2 separate regions of the Bombyx mori genome follow, and region 1 is linked to region 2. A link is a contact called in public Hi-C data. All regions are on one chromosome and are shown on one strand. Each heading gives the region's core, a stretch centred on a gene start, on an enhancer-like site or on the middle of the called end of the contact. The rest is flanking DNA. Distances are from core to core; before and after follow the strand shown.

Evidence for each region. Hi-C and Micro-C count contacts between places; a contact is called where the count stands out from the background.
Region 1: a Hi-C map of posterior silk gland shows a contact between it and region 2, with 4 times the contacts expected there. The contact joins two enhancer-like sites. A contact is called at or near these places in 3 of 7 Hi-C or Micro-C datasets (middle silk gland, midgut and posterior silk gland).

The regions. Positions count from the first base shown.
Region 1 is chr9:4,714,666-4,718,975 of ASM3026992v2, forward strand. It overlaps LOC101735549, which reads right to left. Exons shown (of 6, transcript XM_004925600.3): 2 at 2,583-2,636. It overlaps LOC119628868 (a long non-coding RNA gene), which reads left to right. Exons shown (of 4, transcript XR_005244991.2): 2 at 3,293-3,465. Among protein-coding and RNA genes, the nearest start is that of LOC119628868, 3.4 kb to the left of the region's middle. Within about 2 kb of position 1,591, at least 8 of the 8 cell types and tissues checked have open chromatin away from gene starts, as enhancers often do.
Region 2 is chr9:4,568,417-4,572,517 of ASM3026992v2, forward strand. It overlaps LOC101735549, which reads right to left. Exons shown (of 6, transcript XM_004925600.3): 5 at 1,253-1,412; 6 at 1-317. The coding sequence ends at 153. Among protein-coding and RNA genes, the nearest start is that of LOC134199341, 11 kb to the right of the region's middle. Within about 2 kb of position 2,460, at least 8 of the 8 cell types and tissues checked have open chromatin away from gene starts, as enhancers often do.

The DNA.
Region 1 (4,310 bases), core at 341-2,840, 150 kb after region 2:
TAATTCCTCTTTAAAAAAAATGAGAAAATTTTTAATTACTAAACATTAGTTAGGAGGGTGTGAAATTTTCTTGCAAAGTTACATTGAACGAAAACTGTTTTATTACATTATATTACATCACAATTACTACATTACATAAATTACATTAACTATTTACGAACAATATTAAACAAAAAAATTAATATAATTGAAATACCTACATACGTTATTTGTCGTATATTTAAAAGTTCTCACAAGGTAGCTAATTAATTTAATGCTAGGTATTTTTCCTCATCAGTTTTTTGCATAAATAAAAACTATAAAGATTTCGGGGAAATTTTTATTACACATATCTCAGTGACGTAGAAAAGAAACCAGAATTTATATTTTACTGTTGAACCGGTTTTAAATATCGGATACGTGTTACATTACATCGAACGATAAAGGGAGAGTTGAAATGGCAGCGACGCGCGGAGCTAACAAAATATTATATCTTCACTGTTACAATTTTGCTGTGCTTAAAGATTGCTCAAGCCTTAACTGTATTCCGTGAATACAGTAGGATGTGATAGCTTTACTTCATATACCTACTGGTAAGACAGCTTGTGAACGCATACGAGTAGGTACAACCGCCCTGCCTATTTCTGCCGTGAAGCAGTAATACATTTCGATTTGAATGGCATCCGTGCGCCTAGGTAGATTACGACATCAATTCTCTGAATCCTTGTTGTCTTTGACGATTAGAGTATTCAGTACAACACATGATAATTTAAAAACATAAAATTACCTACGTATTAGGGGTATGGACAAATAAAAAAAACTAATTATGTGGTGTCATGGGACAGAAATCGTAATTCAAATTATCAATTAAAATAACAAAATATGTCTCTTTATTTTTATTTGACAACATAAAATTACATAGAAATAGAAATAATTACAAAATAGAGAGAGAAGGGATGAGAGAACGAAAAGAAAGAGGGAGAAAGAGAAAGGTATTATACACTACTCGCTTGTGTATACGACTGTCGCGCCTGCGCACGTCTCATTTAACGGTTTTATTCCACGCACTTTTTTCCACGGATTTTTTAACGGTTTTATTCCACCCACTTTTTTCCACGGATTTTTTCTTACGGTTTTACTATCACATTTTTTTCAGTTCGGTCGCGCAGCAAAATCCCTATCCCCTCCAAGCCTGCCGTAAGGAACTTCGTTCCAAAAAAACATTGACATGTTTTACTGTATGTAGTGGTAGGACCTCTTTTAAGTCCGCACGGGTAGATACTACCACCCTGCCTATTTCTGTCGTGAAGCAGTAATGCGTTTCGGTTTGAAGGGTGGGGTAGCCGTTGTAAATATACTGAGACCTTAGAACGTATATCTCAAGGTGGGTGGCGCATTTACGTTGTAGATGTTTATGGGCTCCAGTAACCACTTAGCACCAGGTGGGCTATGAGCTCGTCGACCCATCTAAGCAATAAAAAGTTACCATCGATCGACCTAAGCATCACTGCTGTAAAAAACTATTAATTAAAAATATTTCTCATGGTTCTCAATTTAACTGGTCCTTTATGATACGTCGAACTATGAATTCGGTTTACTACACACAAGACGCTAATTGGATCTGGCTGCCGCTGCCCAAGTACAGCAACGGTGACGTCTGCACCTACGAGTATCTCGTTATAATTTTGAATGACGTAGACGGAAAATCTCGTAACCTATGCTTCGTATTACCGACTGGTTTTGAAAGGTTTCGGGGTTTTTTATTGAATTATACTGATATCCACTGAATAGAGATTAGGAACCCAGAAAAAAACACGTTTACATTTTAATGCAAATTTAATCGAGTATAATTATTCTCGTACAAACAAAGCAATAGGTACACGTAGTATCTTCGTAATGATTTAATAATCATTGCATTTAAAAAGTCGTTGTGTAACTCATTTTAATTGCCTCTATTTGTATGTTTGCGATAACGAACAATGCTATCAAACATGAAGTTTTGAAGTTTGACATCATAAACTGAAATCACATATCAATTGCATTGTGTAGCAGCTGTCGCACCCTTCGAGCCGAACGCATAACTGCTTTGTAGCAAAATAGAGGGAATAATGGTACTATCCGTACGGACTTACAGGAGGTACCAGTAAATACAGTTTGGTGATCGCAATACGCTGGTATAATGCTCGTTTTGGAAACGGTTAAGAACTCTCGATCCAGTTGTCTGTGTTGTACCATAAAAACATGGAATGTTTTACTGTGCCATCTATGGTCGACTCTTAGAACTATTTACCGCCATCTGTTGGCGTAAAACATCATTAACTAAGCTATAAGGCAACCAAGTCAAGATTTAACATCGTTGACAATAGATGGCAGCACATGCAAACAGTGACATCTATTGACTGGTTTCAGGCTATCAATTTCTTGTTGTTATAGTTCCAGTGTGGTTTACATATAATTCGCTAGATGACGCTTACATTATTTTTTAAATAACTAAGCTGGAGAATTTACATTGTATTTTAAAACAAATGATACAGTAAATCATTTTCTAAAATAAGCTTTAACAATGTAAGTACCTACTAAAATCAAAAGAAGCAGTTACTCACCGGTGTCGTTGAGAAGGGCATTGATGTCCGTCGTCGACCCATCGGCCGACATTGCTGAAAACAAAAAAAACAGTTTAAATATCGTTTAAAATCCAAATGACTTATTGGCGGGAATGCGAGGAGCGAAGTTGTGTGTTTTATTAATTTAGCGGTATTTTTTTAGACTTAAGCGTTAAATATGTTGCTTGTTATAAATGAGTCAACTATTATCAAAGCCGGCAATGTGACTTTTGGACAATTATTGGTAAATCAGAAAAACGAATTATTGACTTTGTATTCCATTGGCAGTTACAAAACTCTTCTGAACGACATCTTAGATAAATAGCAGGTTAAGTATTAACCTTTATTTAATGCAGGTTTTGAACCGTATTTTTTGAAGGAGACGATTATATTCAAATCAATCTGTATTGAAATATCAATAACATTTTTTTGTCCAAATGCACAGATTGCCACCTTTGATAATAGACGACTCAAATGCTTGTTAACCGTTTAGTTTTTATAAAAGTTGACAAGAGTGGGAAAATGAATCGGAACCTTCCAAAAAGTCCACTGAAGTCTCTTTAAAAAACCATTATTTAACTGAGCCTTTATCTCATCTCATCTCATCTTGTTTCATTTAGTTTCATCCCAATTGATTCTAGTCTCTAACAAGTCAACTTCATCTCATTTCGCTCGACATCATAATAATATATATTTTTTTTAAATTACAGAATAAGTACGCATTCAATAATTGAAGACTTTTACAAACTCGACACTGGTAGCAGTGGCATCGTAATAAAGTAATTGCCGTCCTAATAAAAGAAGAAAAAATCCTAAAACCAGGCTACAATAAATAATGTTAATAAACCTTTTTGACCATAACTGGACAGATAAACTTACTGAGGTATCTTTTTTTGTCATCGGTAGTTTAATAAATGTTTTGTAAATAGATATAATAAGGTTTTTTTACGGTAGGCCAAGAATGACATAAGGCACAGCATCACAGAGACCAGAAGGTCAAAACAAACCGTGCATAACATTTCTGTCCGACATCGACACGGTCGCCGCTGCTATTATTTACAGATTATTAATTTCCCATCTAATTGTACAAAAAATGTACTTTTAGTTTATTATAGTTTAGAAACAATTTACTTGAAAATGTTTGTTCACATTTGGGTAGCAAGTAATGACTGCGTTCATGTCGAGTTTCAAAGAATCTGATTTTTGTGTTTTTTTTTTTTTATATTTAAGGCTTTTTTTGGTCAATACAAAATCGTTCTTTAGGTATGTCAGAGTTGAACCCCATAAAACTCCATATTACTCAATAGTCTGCGTTTGAGCCTCAGATGTGTAAAACTTCCCCGAGCCGTGTCGGAGGCAAATTTCAGTCATCAGATAAAGATCATTCATAAATTATAACTCAACCGAATTTAATAGTGAAATAATCGCTCACATCGGGCAAACATTGCTGTAATAAATATGTTTCTTTTTTCTGTTTAATATTTTTATGATATGCAATATGCATATAACTATTTAAATTTTTAACAGTCTCTGATTCCCATAGTACAGATAATCCTAGTTTGGATCGAGATGACCACGTGCGACTTATTTCTGATTATTATAATTATTATTATAACTCGAATTTCCTTGCGTTGTATTTTATATCATGAGGGACTTAAAAATCGAAAATCTGCCGTTTTCGTAGTAAGTACACCGAGTTGCAAGCTAATGACGATACCTTTAAGTATT
Region 2 (4,101 bases), core at 1,210-3,709:
GTGCAGATGTTACATTAAATTTCTTTACATTCATGTTGATATGAATTTGTAACAACCATTGAGTTTTGGTTGACGTCAACGCTTAAGACCAGCGCCTTTGAAGTCTCCTGCTTCAGTACTAACATACTAAATACGATTCGCTTTTAGAGCGTCTAATAAACGTATATCTGCTTAAGTTGTGGCTTGAGCTCAGGCGGGATCGTGTAAACTTCCTGTTCAGGCTTCTTTTTCACTAGTCGTTTCCAACGACCACCGATATTCTTGCGAAGACTGCGGAAACTGGCACGCTCGTTGCCGTGCGGCTGCATTAAGTTGTCCTGCAAATAAAGAAATGTTTTATTTAGTTACAATAGTAAAGTTTCCCAACATCTTAGCAACATCTGGAAAGAGTTTATTGACCCTAAGTATCGGTGCCCGATTTAGAGGTTGGTTCCGTTAACGTCCCAAATGCAGTCACTGTATCCGTAGCGGTGCTCCAAGCTCATTTAAGTATACAATGCATTTTACTGAAAACTTTGTAGTGTTTTTGCTGGTCGTAAAAAAAACATTCAACAAATGTTTCTATTTTTATCTAGGACGAAACAATAAAGCTATGGAATACGTTTGTCTTGAATAGGAAGTTAATATTGCGAACTGAACAGTGAGGCCATAAGAGAATGAGTGAACCTTGAATACGCTATTCAAAGACACATTAGCATTATTTGTTTCCTGGTGTCTTCGCATCACGACACACAGATGTTAAACGAAGACTCAAACGATGTCGATGATAAATTATGGATATATTTGAACGTATGTAAATGGGAACCGTTCATCAGAGCGTGATATTTAGGTCATAGTTTTAGTCTGTCGTGTTGAGGTCTGCGTTTGAATTATCTTTTGTTATACAGACATTCACAAAGAAAGAAGGCCGTGAAGTTACAACATGTTCGCCTTGTACAGCTTTCTATTCGGCGAGCATGTCCCGACATTTAAATTTATTTCGCACTTTGGAATATCGTGGCGACGTGGTGAACCAACTCTCTCTTGCGTGGCGGGGAGGGTCGAACTAGTCACGATTTCTTATTATAATGTAACGTTTCTCAATGTTACTTTCAATGCTGTTATTTAGAGAGGGATTCTGAGGTTTTCAAATTGTTATGCGAATGCATTAGCATTGGTGGGTGTAAATAGGTTTTGAGGTCAAGTATAACGGCGCAAACCAGTTTCGTGGCATTAAATATTTTGCATTGCTATGGTTTAGATGAGTACTAACCTGATCGTGAGGATAGACGAAAGGCGGAGGCAGCGGCGGCGGAAACTGCCACAAGGGCTGCTGGCGAAATGCAAGAGGATCCGGTTGCGGCGCAGGCGCAGCTTGGAGTACTTCAGCAGGATGTACGGAAGCAGAGTGCTCCTCCCTCTTACGCAGCTTGCTGTGGACGATGCGTATTGCCATCATAGTACCGTTGTTCCCAACCATTGTTTCAAAAGGTCCGTTAACGCAAGAATAATCGAAAACACTGGGTTGGATCACGGGCAAGAAGTTCCAATCAGACAGTCACAACATTTCTAAAACACAGTTCAATTCACTCACAGCCGTATCGCGGTCAAATGTTACTATGAACTAAATTAAATTAATTATCACAATTATTTGTTGTTATAGGCTTATTGCACATATCACTGTTCGTAGGAACGCGCGGGAAGACCGCGTTACGCGAGCGTTCAGCTGCGCGATAGGTGACTAGAATTTTATCGAGAAGTGTGGCCGGCAGGTGCCTAGCAAAGCGCTCGCTCGTGCCAAACGACCTCTACGGAGTACTCCATGCGTCTGAGTTAAAGTGGGGGGGAGCCGATGGCTTTTATAGACGCGTTGAGACGCGGCGTGCGCGCGGTCTGAAGAGCGGGGGGAGCGATGTTTGACGGTGTAACCGTTTTCCGCGAAAAACTACGAATGGAAGCGGCACTTGACGCCGCCGTATAGTAGTTAGTGATTATGGAGTAACGATGACGCACCCAAAAGGCCGACTGTTGGATCTTCCCGCCTAGCCTTAAGCCTATTACCTAACTTTAATTCTATGTGCCTTGTACCTATACCGAAATTCAATGCCATACCTACTATTACACTATCGGCTGTGAGTAAACGTTGCAATGTTTTGCGGTATCTTATTATTCTTGCGTTTGTTTTCATATTACAGTATTTAAATAAAGAAAATAACACTATTCAATCAATAAACACATTCTCATTATAGAAATCAAGATGCATCATGAAAAATATGTTGACATGACAACAGATAAATTGTACATGACGAAAAGCTGTGTAAACGCCCTCGTTATGAATGCTTTAGATATAAAAGCAATCAAACGCAGACTTATCGATCCCTGTGATAACTATAAATCCATTGGACTCTGCATTTCACCATTAACCGAGTTCAAAGTCCACAATATAAATATGCACACCGATCTATACGTCTAACACACAGCTGGATATAACTTAAACCGAACGCAGCACACACAGATATAACATCTCTGTCTGACCAACACAACGGCTCGTTAGCGGAAAAAGGAGTTTCGATTTTCGAATTTGCGACTACAAAGAGTAAAATAGGGCTGCAGGGCAAGGGAGAGCGGGAAGGTGCAATGCCCTTAGCAGCAACAACATAAGTAAAGCTACGGGCCTTTGACTCGAATAATGCCTCTTGGCATAAAAAACACAGGTAGTCAGCCATTATAAGGCGTTTACCCTTGAGAAACGTCTGGAGGGTAACGCTCTTTCAAAAAAAAAACCGGGCGCGTATCTAGTTTCACATGATCACCTTTTAGAAACAGCAAAATCTGGTTTTTTAAAGAAGATACGTTAGATATTTATTGTAATAGCTCCAACCGATAGAAATGATACTCAAATTATAATATTCAAACGATAGAATAACATATATTCAAACGATAGAATAACATAGACACGCACGTATGAATCTTGAGTCGATCGAATTGTTATCTGGGACAAGAGATTCGGTATAATTCATATCGACCTGTATGTACGTTATCTGAAACTTCAAAGTCATGTTTGAACGTTTCATCGCTATCGTTGAGAACACTGGCTATCATTCACCGCGACAGAAACGTGATCATTTGACATCAGAACCGAGCCAATTATACGGAGACAAAAGATCCTTCAGTATCTTATATGACAGTAATTTTACATGGTGTCACTGTGTGATGTAATGTTCTCAACAAGCCTTTAGCTATTATGAAATGAAACTGCCAATATTTTTAAAAATAATGTTAAAACGTTATCTTTCACGGTTGAGTTGTGAGTTATGCGATTGTGTCTTGGGAACACATTTCGGGGGAATTTACCAATTTTTCTACCTACAATTTTTCACCAACTAACTTCACGGTGATCGAATTACGTAGTGCAATGAAATGAAATTCATAAAACTTTGCAAATAAACGCAATTACTGTTATCTATATATTAATACGTGAAGCAAAAACTTTGTATCACTTTTTACGAAAATTGCGCGGACCGGACGGAGGAGTATGAAATTTTCCACACTTATAGAGAATGTAGAGAAGAAGTGCAAAATGCTAATATTTTTTTTAAATAATGCATAAAAGATACATTAAACTAATAAAGAAAACATTACACACACTACATACCATGTATTTGACGCACACACGCATGCATACTATTTATTGTCAAACTTTATTCTTAACGTCTGTTGTCAAGTTCTTCTTTTTCTCCACCTTATCGCACTAGGTGGGGTCGGCACAGCCAATTTTTCTCTTCCATTCTCTTCTATCAGCCGTCATCTCAACACTCACTCTTCTCTCTCTCATATCGTCATTCACACACTCCATCCATGTCTTCTTCGGTCGACCTCTTCCCCCTCTACCATTTCCATACATCTCCTTTGAGATTAAATATTGTTTGCCTTTGTTAATATTTTTTATAGTGTAGTCTTGGTGAAATTTGTGGTTATAGAAGTATAAAATACAATCATAATAGTGTACAAACTTACAATTCCAATTAATTCTAGTCGAATTTCGACTACTGCGGGACCTCTAGTACATATAATCCCGTCCGAGCGTAGCGGTAATAACCTCGCTACAAACGATTAGGTAGG